2 separate regions of the Danio rerio genome follow, and region 2 is linked to region 1. The links are chromatin contacts, called in public Hi-C maps. All regions are on one chromosome and are shown on one strand. Each heading gives the region's core, a stretch centred on a gene start, on an enhancer-like site or on the middle of the called end of the contact. The rest is flanking DNA. Distances are from core to core; before and after follow the strand shown. Region 1 has its middle 31 kb from the start of dedd1. Region 2 overlaps pou2f2b (POU class 2 homeobox 2b).

The links. A called contact is a pair of places that touch in the nucleus more often than the background predicts.
Region 2: a contact with region 1 is called in a Hi-C map of embryo, with 2.7 times the contacts expected there. The contact joins two enhancer-like sites. A contact is called at or near these places in 6 of 18 Hi-C or Micro-C datasets (caudal fin, embryo, hematopoietic stem cells and 1 more).

The regions. Positions count from the first base shown.
Region 1 is chr16:11,122,906-11,130,024 of GRCz12tu, reverse strand. It overlaps a transcript of pou2f2b not described here. Among named protein-coding and RNA genes, the nearest start is that of dedd1, 31 kb to the right of the region's middle. Within about 2 kb of position 4,169, at least 37 of the 62 cell types and tissues checked have an H3K27ac peak or open chromatin away from gene starts, as enhancers often do.
Region 2 is chr16:11,214,436-11,222,401 of GRCz12tu, reverse strand. All of the region lies in intron 1 of pou2f2b (POU class 2 homeobox 2b), which reads right to left. Among named protein-coding and RNA genes, the nearest start is that of pou2f2b, 42 kb to the right of the region's middle. Within about 2 kb of position 6,566, at least 21 of the 62 cell types and tissues checked have an H3K27ac peak or open chromatin away from gene starts, as enhancers often do.

The sequences.
Region 1 (7,119 bases), core at 2,920-5,419:
TACCAATTTGGACCATTTAAAAAAGGCAAAAATGTGTTCCTTTTTAGAAAAAATACCACAAAAATAAATGTGTAATTGTTTTTTATATTCATAATTTAATTCTAATTCCATAGTTCTTCCCATACCAAATCACAAATTAAATTAAATTTAAATTCAAGATTCCTTACACAATACACAATCAAAGCTCGGAGCGATCCAAAATGTTTATAGACCAAAAGGAAAACACAATGTAGTTTCAAAAAGCAGATAACAGGAAATGCTCTACACTTGGGGTGAAAAATTCTCCCTTAAAACCCCCATCAAAGAGAAAATGCCCACTAAACAGCCCATCTGCGACTGATGAGGCAGCAGCACAGGCCAGATAAAGGGATGTCAGCCAGACCTGCTGCTCTGCTTCAATGAGAGAACACACAGATATACCTTTGGATCAGGCCCACGAGGAGAGAGCAGAGTAATTGTTTAAATGGGTTACAGGATGGGGGTGTTCAGACAAAGAAAAGGAAAAAATGAGGGGAAAATATGACAGCCTGAAATTAATGGGAGGGATTTTAGAAAGGGGGAATGAATTAGGGATTTAGAAGAAAAATTAGAGATTAGTGTGCTTTACCTCATTATACAATAAATTGGGCTTAGATAAAATGCATTCAAATGTCATCGTTTTAAAAATTGCAAATGCTTTTTATCATAATATTATAGCTATTTTATTATATTAGTAGGTGACTTTTAAGTAAAAAGTAGTTTGTTTTTTTCAAATTTTCTATGAAGTTATTTTAGTTAAAAAAAAAAACATTTTGTGAAAATAACATTGTTTTTCCCATGTCTGAAACCTTTCTAAAACTGACTTTTGTTGATCAACATGTTTATATTCTTCTAATGAAACGACGCAGAGTAAAAAAATGCATTATCATTTAAAAACAAAACTTTATGCAAGTAAAATTGGTTTATTATTAATGGTTTTTGATTACTAAGTTTACAGGATAATATTTATGTCGTTTTAACACTGCTTTGTAATAAATATACATGTAAGATTCATACATATACTGGTCTTGAGCGATCATACATTCAAAGTCATTTCAATTCCCTTTATTTCAGTGGGGTTAGTGATAATTATCAAACTATATGTTTCTATAATTCTCATGCCATGACTCAATAAAATAAATAATGATTAAGTACTCAGTTTGTCTGGATTCACAGTTGTGTGTTTATGTAAAATGTAGTTTTTATTATATTCTGTAAATCCCATGATGACAGTACTTTCATATTTATAAAATAATGTTGCAAATTGCAAACTTTTTTGTATAAAACTAAAAATGTTTTTAGACAGCTTTTTTTATTCAGTTTAACTTTCATATACTGAACAAAATAGCAAAAAAAAAAAAAAAAGATTATTTTGTATTTAAAAGAAATGTTATCGCACTGTTCCAGCAAAAAACAAATCACATTTTATTCAAACTCATACTGTATACAAATAAAAGAAACAGAAAAAAATGAACATTTTCAAGTGATTTTTTTTCCATATTTGTATGTTTCTAGCTTTATGGTTGTATTAAAGTTTAACGTATAACTTTCAAAGAATTACTTTCGGATTGAAATTCTCTTGCAAAAATTACTTGATTTAGGAGTAAATGGTGATCTTATTTGGTGGATTAAAGATTTCCTTTTACATCGTCCTCAAAGAGTAGTTGTTACTGATAATAAATCAGTGCAGACCAACACCCGCATCCGTATTATGCAGAGTTTTTATGCAGCATGTGGTATGAACTTCCATTAAAACAACACTCTTTCAGCAATTCATAGTTGCATCCAGTATCTCGTTTGTCAGAGGCAGTCGGGGGGAATGGGGGGGTTGCTGGGGGGCATGCATTAAATGATTCTGAATGAAAGTGAAAATGCCAAACTGCAGTTAAAGTCTACAAATTAAAAACGAAACACCCGAAATAACATGAAACTCCAGAGGTAATGTGAATAATATGGTGACGCAATGACGTTAATCGAATTATGTGTTACAAGATGTAAAATGGGATCTTGAAAGGAACATTCAAAAAGCAACTCATGTTAACACCTTAATCGTAATATTGTCTTAATTAGATTAAGGCAAATAATTTGATTACTGATGTCCATGTAAACATAGTCAATGAGAGAGCGTGTTGCGAGGGAACAGACGGTCGCCTTTTTCACAGTACATAAATCAGTGCACTGTTCTACTAACTGAATAACTAAGGATATAGGTTTATTTCAGTAGGAATATCCAGTATGTTAGTACTTACTAAAGACGCAAACGGTTTGACGACAACTCTGTTCAATTTAATGAACTGGTTCGAAAGATTCACTTAGAAGATTTGGTTAAAACAAACGATTCATTCCCGAATCCCCCGTTATCACCACAGACAGTCACAATGTTACAGTCACAATGGCAGGCCGGAGAGATTTTTGCAAGGAATGCTTGTTATTTTTAACTCCTCGAAGAAAAGGAGTGGATTGTTGTTAAGTGTAGATTATGTGTAAGAAAACTCTTGACAACTGCAAGAAACACGACATCTAAAAAAAAATGGATGCAAAGCACTACACTCGCACCCCACCTCCAGCTAAACAACAAATGATTGACATCAGTTAATCTTCTACCGGTAAAACAATTAATTAGACAAAAATTTGTTATTGCTTTTATTGTTGAGGAGATACAACCACTGTCTAAGTGACTACGTTTTGTAATAAAATAAGATTTTTTTCTCTTTTGGGAATTGATTTACACATTTGTTAAGGCCATGTGAAGCAATTTATTCAATGTATAAAGCTCAAAGGTTTATTTAAATTTGGGGATGATTTTTATCGGCTTCCTGTTCATTTTGTTGTTAAACATTTTAAAGGTTTAAAATCTGCTTTTGCCTTAATAAATTATTGCATGTAAGTATTAGGCTTTATTGCAGTCTTTATCTCAATAGACAGTGAATTTACTTTTCTGATAAAACAAAACATTCAAAAGTACCAAACATGCTACATACTTTAATTAATTTGTATATACAGCATGTATAGCTCTGGGTTCAGAAAGTTCTCAAAATAAAATATTATCCTACATTTTTTAAAGGTAAATGAAGGTGTAGGTTATATATGGGGTTTGTTAAATGCAGAGCTTCTCAATAAAAATTGTGGAAGCAACACCTGCAAGTTCTGAAAGAGATAAAAATCTCAGCCAAGTATATAGAAAAGTAACACAAAAGTAACTCAAAAGCACAAAACAACCAAGTAACACGATTAGCTACTTTCTTGGGGAGTAACCCAATATTGTAACGAACTACTTTCAAAAGTAACTTTCCCCAACACTGTTCTGGAGATGGCATACAAGAACTTGGTTGAAAGTGGTGCGAGTTTTAACATGATTGCATGGTATGAACTGTTGCCAATAAAGGAAAAGCAAAAACTATGTCAGTAGTAAAAATTGCCAGTGCAATTGTAGTTAAAGCACAAAAAACTAATGAAATTTATTCAAGAATTAAACAGAAAGATTGCCATTATTGAAACATGCCATTATTGTAGACTGTTCCCATCCTAAAATATAACATTTCAATTCTTGCCACCAAAAAAGAAGTTTTAGGCAACCTCAAGAAAAGAATAATGTGCATCAAATAGGTTAAATACGGTGTTTTGAGTATGTATAGGGTTTTAATGGAGTTTAATGTGATGGCATCGAATGTATTTGTGTTGCCTGTTTTTTTTGTGATATGTGTAATGTGAAGGCTGATGTGGTCGGTGAAGCCAAAGATTAATTTCCACTTGTGGACAATAAAAAAATAAAGTAGTAGCATAGTTAAAAATGCAATAACATTAAAAGCCTTTAACTTTTTAAAATTCACTCATTATTGAAAAGACTAAACAAAAATAACACAATTGTAGTTGTTGTTTTAGTTTGTCGTTGGTCATTTTAGTTTTATAAATGCATTATGAATGCTAAATTATCTTTTAAAAAAAGCACTTGTTATGACAGAGAAGATTATGAGCACTGCAATAAGCTTTATCCGAGCACAAAGGGGACAAACAGCCATTTTTGTGAGCTTTTTCATGTTATTTCCCTCAGCCTCGGGCTTGCTTGTATCCTCCCTCTCACTCCTGCATCCTCCCCTGCTCACTGGCTAAGATAAGTAGCCAAACTAAATGAGCTGGACAGCCAGCTCTCTACTGCCCAGCGCAGGTCACAAATAAAACTGCACCCCTATGATGGGCCCGAACACCATCGGTTACCCTGCTGGGGCTTCAAGAGCGGCCCTCAGCCCTCACTCTCCACCTGAGAGGCAAAAAACATGGCGCGTACACCTCAATCTTATGTGTTAGAGCGAAAGTACATCTAGCAGCTGCAGGGAACTGAGGTGAAGATAAAGGTCAAACGTTAACTTTCTCCTTCATGTAGGCGTGAGAGAAGCAAATGGAGAATACATTTGGAAATAAAATGGAAGGGAAAATAGTGTGTTTCATAACCAGCTCTGTGTTTATCTTTTTACCCTTTGCCTTTTCGTTCGGCTCTGTCTTTTTTCCTCCTTCAACTATCATTTTCTGTATCCCTTCTCAACCTCCCCCATCCCCGTTCGACCCCGGGGTCATTTATAAGGGCAAGGTCGTCCGTCTGGGGCTGAATCTGAACTCTGACCCCGTCGGCTCATCGTGCTCTAAACACACGCGCGCATCCATAAACGCCGCGCGTGCTCTTGTGTGTATTATTGTGGTCATCTCGATGCTTTCAACGGACACGCAGGCGGCAACAAAATAGAGATCGGTCACACATTTAAACCAGGAGCAAAAGCCGCAATTGCAAAGGTTAGAGCAGCCTGCAATTTATTAGTTGCTGATATTGAGGTTTCGCTGGGTGCGTTTTACAGCTGCGAATGTGGATAGGCCAATCTGATTTATTGCATCTAAATAAAATACATGTATTTTTAATAACTCTTTTCACAGAAACTCCCATAAATACCATAACGTTATTTTGTCTAATAAATAAATAAGCAATAGCATTTTCTAGGCAATGCAAGTTTATTTAAATAGCACAATTCATACACAGTTGTAATTCAAAGTGCTTTACATAACACGAATAAAAGAGACAAACATAAACCAATAAAAATCAATAATAAGTGATAAAACAGGTTAGACCTGATTTCAAAAGAATGAAAAAGAAAAGACATTAAAATAAGTCATTTTTGAGGAATAATAATGACAAAAATCAAAACTGATCAATGGCATGATATCTTAAATAACAAATAATATAGCAGAATGATATTTCCCTTTCTCCCTCCAAGCAAAAACAAAATGGCCATGTAACATAGAAACTATGTGTTCTCTAATGCTTGAATAGGCCTATATTTGCAGCAATAGCACCAGCATTTTGTGCCTTAATAACAAACATTTTGAATTCAACTGCGGGCAGTTTTGTTCTTTTGTGTGAGGAAAATTAGATTCGGCCATAATGCTCCATCTCTGTCCGTTTTAATTGCACCGGTGGTCGTTTGGCCTCTGACCCGTGGGGTCGTGAGTTACGCTGACAGCTGCTTATGAAAAAAAAAAAAAAAAAAGATTGATACCGGACACTCAGCTTCTTCGGGGCATTTTTATAATAATAATAATAATAATAATAATAATAATAATAATAATAATAATAATAATAATAATAATAATAATGTGCATTCTAAAGGAGCAACATATGATTTCTCATCAAATAAAGGATCTTCTGAAAAAGACGACCTATATTGATCAGTCAATGAAGATCAGCGGTTTCCTGAAATAAGGAAGACAAAAATCCTGTCCTAAATGCAGTTGAGCCAGTGAGATTATATTCTAATAAAAGAACATAGCCTGCTAGCCTTAGCAACTAAAACAAAAACAGACTCACAGAAAGACCCGAAGTCTAGACTACAAATTAATTCTTATTTTAGTTTTACATTTGCTCCGTATATTTGTATTTCCAGTTTGTTTTGTCTCATTTACGTCAATCATATTCATTTGTGTAAATAGACACGAAAGCAATCAAGCGATTAGGCTTTAATCGACAGTTCTGAATGTAAGCTGCTATTGATGATGAGCTACATAAAATAATATGATTACTGCGAAAATACTGTCGATGGGCTATTTAATTGAACTTTTAACCAAAATAATTCCATCGTATTTCCTTATAATAGCTAAATGCAAGCATTGATTATAGACTATAACTTGAGTTTACTCTTTTTTTTATTTATTTTTTTGTTGTTGTCATTTTTCATTTTGGTTATGACATGAACATATTAATAATAATATTTAAATCTGCATTATATCAAGAACATGACTAACGTTGTAAGCTAAAGAAGAAGTGCTGATTTTAACAATTTTAACAACCAATCAAAACTGCATTATATGATCAAATGAAAGAGCATATTTTGTAATTCATAAACGTTTTAAGAACAGTCTTCTTTATTTTATATAGAAAATACATTATTTCTATAGTGAATCTTAAAGACACATTCTTTACAGGCTAGATAATAATCTTGAACAGGCGCTGTATGGGGAATTATTTTATTTATTTTATTATGCCTGCATTCAGAATATTTTTTAGATATGTATCATTTTATTTGCGTTTTATATTAGGATATTGAACAAATGTTAGGCGATGAACGTTCTATTATTATGCTGCGCAATTTGCATATAGCCTATCTGCTCGGGTTTAATTTAGCTTCCTTGAATTACTCTGCTTCAGAGAATTTTTTTAAATGTTTGAGTAGCCTACATAACTAGTCTACACTATAACACATAGCGTGACAGATATATAATTTAATCATCATCAATAATTTAAGCAAAATACGAAGATTACACGGGCTATCCCAATAAAACACCGCCTGTTTAAATAATCCTGAATGCAGAGACTAATATAAAACTAATAACGCTATTAAAATAGTTTCTTTATTATTATTAGCACTTAAATGAATCCATCAGCATATAGGAAAAATTAGAAATGCATTTTCGCTTTTCTGATATTCAGATATGTTTTCCGCAAATATTGTGCAATTTAGACGATTAGACCACCGTTTTGCTTTACATAGACTGTTTTAATTTACGGTTTTACAAAAGCTAAATATCTCGTTTGCGATGTGACAAATTAAGCTAAGAACT
Region 2 (7,966 bases), core at 5,317-7,816, 90 kb before region 1:
CACGATCGAGTCCCCAGACGCGCATGGCACGCGCGCGCACACCGAGTCTCTGTTACTGCGCTGTGTCGCCGCGCCCTCAGCCCTTGGAGCGACCCCTCGTTCCTACAGGCCTGGGTGTCTCTAGAACAGGCGTCCAGTCTTGTTGTCGTTTCAGCAGACGCTTCCAACACGGGCTGGGGGGCTGTGCGTTGCGGGCATGCGGCTGCGGACCTGTGGAAAGGTACCCAGTTGCATTGGCATATCGCCTGGAGCTGTTGGCAGTGTTCCCCGCTCTCCACCGTTTTTTTCCGGTGTTGGAGCGGCAACACGTGCTGGTCAGGACGGACAGTACGGCGGCGGTGGCGTATATCAGCCGTATAGGGGGTATGCGCTCTCGCCGCATGTCTCAGCTCGCCCGCCGTCTGCTCCTCTGGAGTCATCCGCGGCTGAAATCGCTGCACGCCATTCATATTCAGGCAAGCTCAACCGTGCAGCCGATGCGCTCTCACGGCAGCCTTGCGTCCTGGAGAATGGAGACTCCACCCCGAGTCTGTTCAGCTGATATGGGCGCGATTCGGGGAAGCCCAGATCGATCTGTTGCTTCCCCCGAGATCGCTCATTGCCAGTTGTTCTTTCCCTGACCGAGTGCTCTCGGCACGGATGCACTGGCTTACAGCTGGCCTCGGGGCACGCGCAATACGCGTTTCCCCCAGTGAGCCTGCTCGCGCAGTTACTGTGCATGGTCAGGGAGGACGAGGAACAGGTTGCTGGTTGCGCCCCTCTGGCTCAACCGGACCTGGATGTCAGAGCTCTCCCTCGCGATAGCCCTCCCCTGGCAGTCCCTTCGAGAGAGCACCTACTCTCTCAGGGACAGGGCACCACCTGGCACCCTCGCCGATCTTTGAAGAGATTTTTAGACGCGAGGAAGACTTAGGTAACCTCCGATTGCGGTGGCTAATACCGTCACTCGGGCTAGAGCCCCCTCCCCGAGCGCGCCTATGCCCTGACGTGAAGTCTATTCACTGAATGGTGTGTCTCTCGCTGAGAAGACCCCCGTAATTTGCCAGATCAGCGTTGTGCTTTCTTTACGCCGAGAGAAGTTGGAGAGCAGGCTGTCGCCCTCCACACTCAAGGTTACGTGGCTGCCATCTCCGCTCTCATAACGCGGTGGCTGGCAGCACCGTGGGAACGCATAACCTCATCATCCGGTTCCTCAGGGGCGTTAAGCGAATTAATCCACCCCGCCCCCTCTCATGCCCTCTTAGGATCTCGCCCTCGCTACACAAGCTGCGTCAGATCCCTTCGATCCTCGACTCAGTATTTTCTGTCCCTGAAGACAGCTCTGCTGGTCGCGTTGATATCGATTAGAGGGTCGGGGACCCGGAGGCATTTTTCGGTCAGTGACTCGTGCCTGTAATTGGGCTGGCTTCTCTCACGTATGAGACCCCGCCCGCGATATGTGCCCAAGGTTCCTACCACTCCGTTTTAATACGAGGTAGTGAGCCTGCAAGCGCTGCCCTCGGAGGAGGCAGACCCAGCCCTTATTTATTGTCCAGTTCGCGTTTTGCGTATTATCCGGACCGCACTCAGAGTTTAGATCATCTGAGCAGCTCTTCGTCTGTTATAGCGGTCGGCAGCAGGGAAGTGCCGTACCGAAATAAGTTCCCACTAGATTGTGGATGCCTTCTTTCACTATCAGAGCCGAGATGAGCCGCGTCCCCCGAGAGCGCTTGCGCACTCCACTCGGAGCTTCGCATCCTCTCGAGCGCGCGCACGCGGCGCCCCTCTAACAGACATCTGTAGAGCTGCGGGCTGGGTGACACCCAACACATTTGCAAGGTTTTACAATCTGCGAGTGGAGCCGGTTTCCTCAAGGGTATTAGGTAACCCTTGGTGATTGAGGAAACAATTCGGTAGGGTGTTGAAACACGCTTGCTGCGCCATTTTCCCTAACACGGAGATACGTGCGCCTTTTTATCTGTCAGTAAAGTTCCCCGTCAGGTGAGCCCTGCAGATTCCTCCGTGGCCCCCAGCACTGACTCAGCGGAGGAGTCACTTGCTGGCCCACTACGTTGTAGGTCTGCCCGCTGGTCAGCCCGCGTTTTGGGTAAAGGTGCCTGGTATGCGTGGTCCCCACTAGGCGATCCCATATGCTTATTCAGCCACGGTTAAGTCCCCCCCCCCTGGGCGGACCCGTGTCTTCCCTCCCCGCTAACCACTCTTTTGCTATGCGTACTCCCCCTTTTTAGGGCTAGTCCATATGTAAATTCTGCCATCTATCCCCCCTTGGGTAACGGATGGCCTCCGCAGCGTCCTCCCTATCGGGATTGCACGCTTCCCAACGTACTGTCGTATTTTCCTAGAATTATCTAGATGCTCACGACTTCCCAAAAAATATATATAAATCCGTAAAACTTCTGTTGAAGTAGGATAAATTAGGGCCAGGGACACGTTGGAGGACCGCGCCCCCCATGATGTGGGTGCGTCACGCTTGCTTGACTATCTCCTCATCGGGGGTGTTGGTAAGGTGCAGTCATTATGGCGCTTTCAATGGGCTCCCAATGCGTGGATTTTACAATCAAATCCACTTATAGTGCTGAAGTTCCCCCCGAAGGGGAACGTTCGAGGTTACTAAAGTAACCCTTCGTTCCCCGAGGAGGGGAACGGAAGCACTATACTCCGTCGCCATAATGACTGTCCCTTAGCTGTTGAAAGTCTCTTCAGCTTAAAAAGGATAGCGTCTGCTGCGCCAGGTGAGCTTATATACTCAGTTGATTGCTTATGCCGCTCACCTGCGCAGGCTTGCGCTGCCAATTCATTCTTAATTGGCCCGTTCAATACTCTTTCAGACGAGTAGCTTCTGAACCGAACCTCCCCTAATGCGTGGATTTTACAATCAAATCCACTTATAGTGCTTCCGTTCCCCTCCTCGGGGAACGAAGGGTTACTTTAGTAACCTCGAACGATTATTAGAATAATTAGGATGATTAAGAAAACAAGTTATTGAATATCAGTGGCCTGTTGTGTAGCCAACTGGGCATTATTTAAGATGGCTAATAATATTGATCTTTAAATTATGTAAAAATGGTCTTATTAAAGTGAAACTAAAGGAAATAAGACTTTTCCCTGAAGACAAAATATTATAGGAAATACTGTGAAAATGTCCTAGCTCTGTTAAACATCACTTGGGAAATATTTGGGGAATTTCAGAGGAGGGCTGATCATTTTGCCTTCACTATATATTTATAACTACTTGTGTGTGTCAGCATGATGTTTTCATTGATTTATAATATAAAAAATTTAGCTTTATCTTATTTTTTTACATTGTTTAATAAGTACAGGTCAGATGTGTGTTTGTTTTTGTTTTCCTTTACAGAAACATTCCTGTACATGCACATTATTTCACCCATATTTTGACTTTTTTTCCCCCCAATAAATGTTATTCAAATTTCCCAGTACTGGTTTGTGGCTGGAGGGGCATCTGCAGTTTTAAGTTCTAAAATAAGTTTTTAAGCTTATTTTATTAGGATGTGAAGCAAATGTTTTGTTATGAAGGGACACAAAGGCATTCCATCTAAACATTTATATTAAATTATTTAATAGATGCCCAAGTGTGGCATGTGATCAGAAAACTAATGTTTAGAGAATGTATATACTGAAGGTTGCCGTTTTAAACGAAACAAAACGAATTCGTTATGGCTATACCTCTTGAGGAGTTCAGAAACCATTTACTGAAGATATTTACAGCCAATCAAAGGTGAAGTTCAAGTCCAAAACATAAGGGTGAAATGAGAGGTTACAGTGTTTTTTTCTTAACACAAGATGGCGTCATCAACACACTTTTACTGAGACGTTTTTTCCTCCAATTTCCTGATTGACCCGTTTCTAAGGGATTTTTTGCACTACACTGGTTATTTTAAAAGCAAATTTGCTATAAATCACACAAACACTTAAAACACAAATACAAAGCTACCTTTCTGTAATGTAAACAGGATACATGCTGCCTTTACAGGTAAATAACTATAGCAAAAGCAACTGATTTAAAGACAGTAAGTCGGCTAAAACCACTTGCCCCACAAACCAGTGATAATTATAATTTAATGCTTTGACAGAGATAAAAGTAAGAACTAATTAGAAACGGTTCAACAATATGTAATAATATAAAGCGGGAGTTTTACCTGTGGTCAGAAGCCATAACGACTTTTCAACGCGATTTTCAATAGTGGCTGTGACATAAGTAAGCCTACTACTGTCTTTAACAACTGGTTTACGACAGAAATGTAAACTGATTAACCGTAAATCCAGTGACACAAACTTCTGGACTGTTTTACGAAATTTCGACCTTTTGAGCAGAAAAAGTCTATATATATATGAATCATATCTCTTTTATAAATTTTCCATCATATGTTGTAAAATCTGTCTATAACCATTAAACAAAAATCTTTTTACTTCTTTTCAAAATCGGGTGGGCCGCTTACCATTTTGAGAGAAACACAATGGTTCCAACGTATTTCCTGTTTCACATTTTTAATTTCCATAGCCTCTGAGAATCCAAAAAAGTCCACTTATTGATAAATAATATTGTGATAGCTGTTTTAACATTAGGATATGATTAAATTGCCTCTTGTTACAGTTATGACACAGTTTGAACAAGCAGGAAATATTGTTTATGGGCCTATGGCATTAACACATTGAAATGGTCTATGAATAGTGGTGCTTTCCTTTCCTACCGCACATGCAAATATTTAAATCTAATCACAAATATGGCTTAGTTTGTGAACTTGTTTTTTTTTTTAATTTGTGAATTTATTGTATTTATTTTTACATTTAGAAGAAAAAGGTTCCACTTAAAATATATTTGTAAAATGCACTTTATTTACAAAATAAAGAAAATAATAATCTAGTTTTAATGCTTGTCACTAAGTCTGTTCCTGCTTTTGAGCTTACAATAGGCCTATAGAAAGATTTATTTACATAATTTGTGCCATTCATAACTAAATGTGATGATAACACATTTACTTTTATTAAAGTTTTGAATCACAAGTGTTAGTTCAAAGTAGCTTTCGTAATAATAATTCCACATAAATTAATACTTGAATAGCTTCTTTTAAATGTAAAATCTGTTTTTAAAATCCTTAATTGAGGCGTGTTTTACGGGTTAGTGTACGCATATACACTGTAAAAATAATTTGATCATTTAGTCATGACAACATATGTTTATAGTTAACTGTAACATATTAAACTAAGTAAATCATGTTCTAACTTAAATTTTTAAGTTATGCAAGCTGTTTTAAGTCAGTTTAACATAATATAAGTTCAATTGACTCATAAGGTTAATTTGATTCAGCTTAAAAATTTAAGGCAAGCAGGATATTTTTTTTTTACAATGTAGGCATAAATAAACATAAATATAATGTGCCTAATCTTAATTTTTTTCGATTAGATGTTGCATGCAAGTGTCCAATATGAAATTCTACCAAGAACCGCTGTACAGACACCAGAAGTAAAGTAAATTTGATAAGAAACGGCAGTAGCCTACCAAAGTAAGAAGTTTTGCCCATCTAAAAATGAAGGGATATGGATAAGACACAAAGTCTTGACACATTCAAGTACCAAAGGCCTTGCCATGCAGCTCTTATGATGAAACAATCTGCATATAGACACGGATATTTACAGCTAAACTGACTTTTTTCTTTATAATTTCATGCACATTTTTACTATCACAAAATGTGATACCAATGTTCTTCTCTCTTTTGTATAATCACACAAAGAGACGCCAGGAGTCAGGTTCACGGTCATCGGCAGCATGTGTTTGTGTCGTGCGTCTGCTGGAGTTAAAGGTCACGACCCCAGAGGTCACGCAGCACAGACATGTGTGCATATGTCACGGGGGTCTCAGGCCATTCGGCTGCCCTCTTGTCCCATGATTTCCATTCAAATGTCACAACTAAGGGCTTCCCCATAATAATTACGAATGACTTCAGTTTGACTTTTTGTGTGGAGCTGCAGCCTGATGTATCTGCAATCCAAACCACACCACCACATGCTCCACCAACACAAAGGCCTCTAGATGATCTTCAAAAGTGAGTATGTTTCTTGATCCATTCCTCTCGCTCTCCTTCTCTCCATGTTTATCTGATCAGCTGTCCATTTAAAAGCGCAAGCTACAGGCCTCAAGAGAGCCATCAATCTTACAGCTGTCACGGCTCACGCCGCATGCGTGCGTATGTGTGTGAGTGATTAGATACTAACTATTTCGCACAGCAAACACTCCTCGCGCTGCAGATGCAATCACTCCGACACAAATGTGTTTAGTCTTTCGGGCTGATAAAGTTACACGGAAGCTTTCTTTCAGTGCGCCATTCCAGGCAGACGCGTCCACCTCTTCACCTGCATAAACACAAACGTCCATTCTGTCCACTCCAGCTGTTAAAGCATCAGCACATCCCGTAACGTAAGGATGGAAACGCTCTTTTAAATTGTTTCCAGACATTTGCTCTTTCTCCCTCTCTTTCTTCCCTGCTGGTCAGCAGACGCTGTGACATCACTGGACACTGCTCTGCAATGTGATTGGTCACTGGCCCACGTTGCCAGGCAACAGCAGCAAAAGGTCTCTTGTGTGTGTATGTTCGTGCGCGTGTGTGTCTGTGCTTATGTGTATGTTTTTACCCCTGTGACAGACAGTGAAATGGTAAACGGAGAGCGCCTCTCGCGCTGATAAGTTCTGCTATCTGAAATGGAGCCCTTTTCCTGTAATGTGAGTGTGTGTGTGTATCGTTTCCCCCTGAATGAAGGTGCGCATGTTTAATATTTAGGCTTAAATCAGTACGTCTGAACGCAGCTGTGTGTGAGAAAGTGAGTGTCTGGGGAATAGGAGGTTATTGTTTTTGACACAGACCCTCATATTTCTGCATCGATCGATTCCTCTGACTCCCGACACGACAATAATCGCACACACACACACACGCACACACATGGGCCTGTTTCTATCAGTAGCATTATTACTGTGCAGAGAGGTAGAGGGGGAAATAAGCAGAGCAGAGAGGAATTCATACGGCAGAACGGTAAGGAAAGCGGATGTAAGAGAGAGTCGGGCCACTTGAAAAAGGAGTGCACAGTGGGAGAATTGATAGTAAAATCTCACAGGGAAAGAAAAGGACAGGGGGAGATGAAGAGAGATGAGAAAATAAATGAAAAAACTTGGAAGATAAAGCTTGAAAGTAGACCGAAACCTGTGTTAGGAGAAAAAAGTGCCAGTGATTCTGTGGTATAGATGGAGCATCGACTGAAGTGACCTATTTATTTATGCTATATTGAATCATATTCGCTCAGTTACCTTTATTCCATTTTGAATAACCACAATATATCTGCAATGACTATATACTGTATATAAACTAACTGCGCACTTAAACTTGAACCACACTAGAGAAAATACCTTTTGAGTTAGAAAAAAAATTGTCAATTTGTTTAAAAATTATATTTCAATGAATTGAGAGTGTTTCAAAAACTTGAATTTTAAGATTCATATGTTTTTATTAAGCTATTCGTTTTGTATTTGCAATAATATACATAAAATATTACATACAAAATGCCAAAAAGATGTATATATATTTTTTTTTATTTGACACATCCCATATAGTAATCAATAAAAAATGTGGATTTTTTTTCTTTTTCTTGAAGAGTTCAGATGCAAATCAGGAATTTTTATCTAAAACTAGCATTTTTTTCAGGCTGTTGTGTCCAGTTTCAATAATTTTACTCTTTGTGCAAAGAAGAGGTTATTTTCATCATGTTTAAAGTAAAATAACTAAACATAAATATAAGAAGCTGACAAATACATTCATTCATTCATTTTCTTGTCAGCTTAGTCCCTTTATTAATTCAGGGTCGCCACAGCGGAATGAACCGCCAACTTATCCAGCAAGTTTTTACGCAGCGGATGCCCTTCCAGCCGCAACCCATCTCTGGGAAACATCCACACACATAT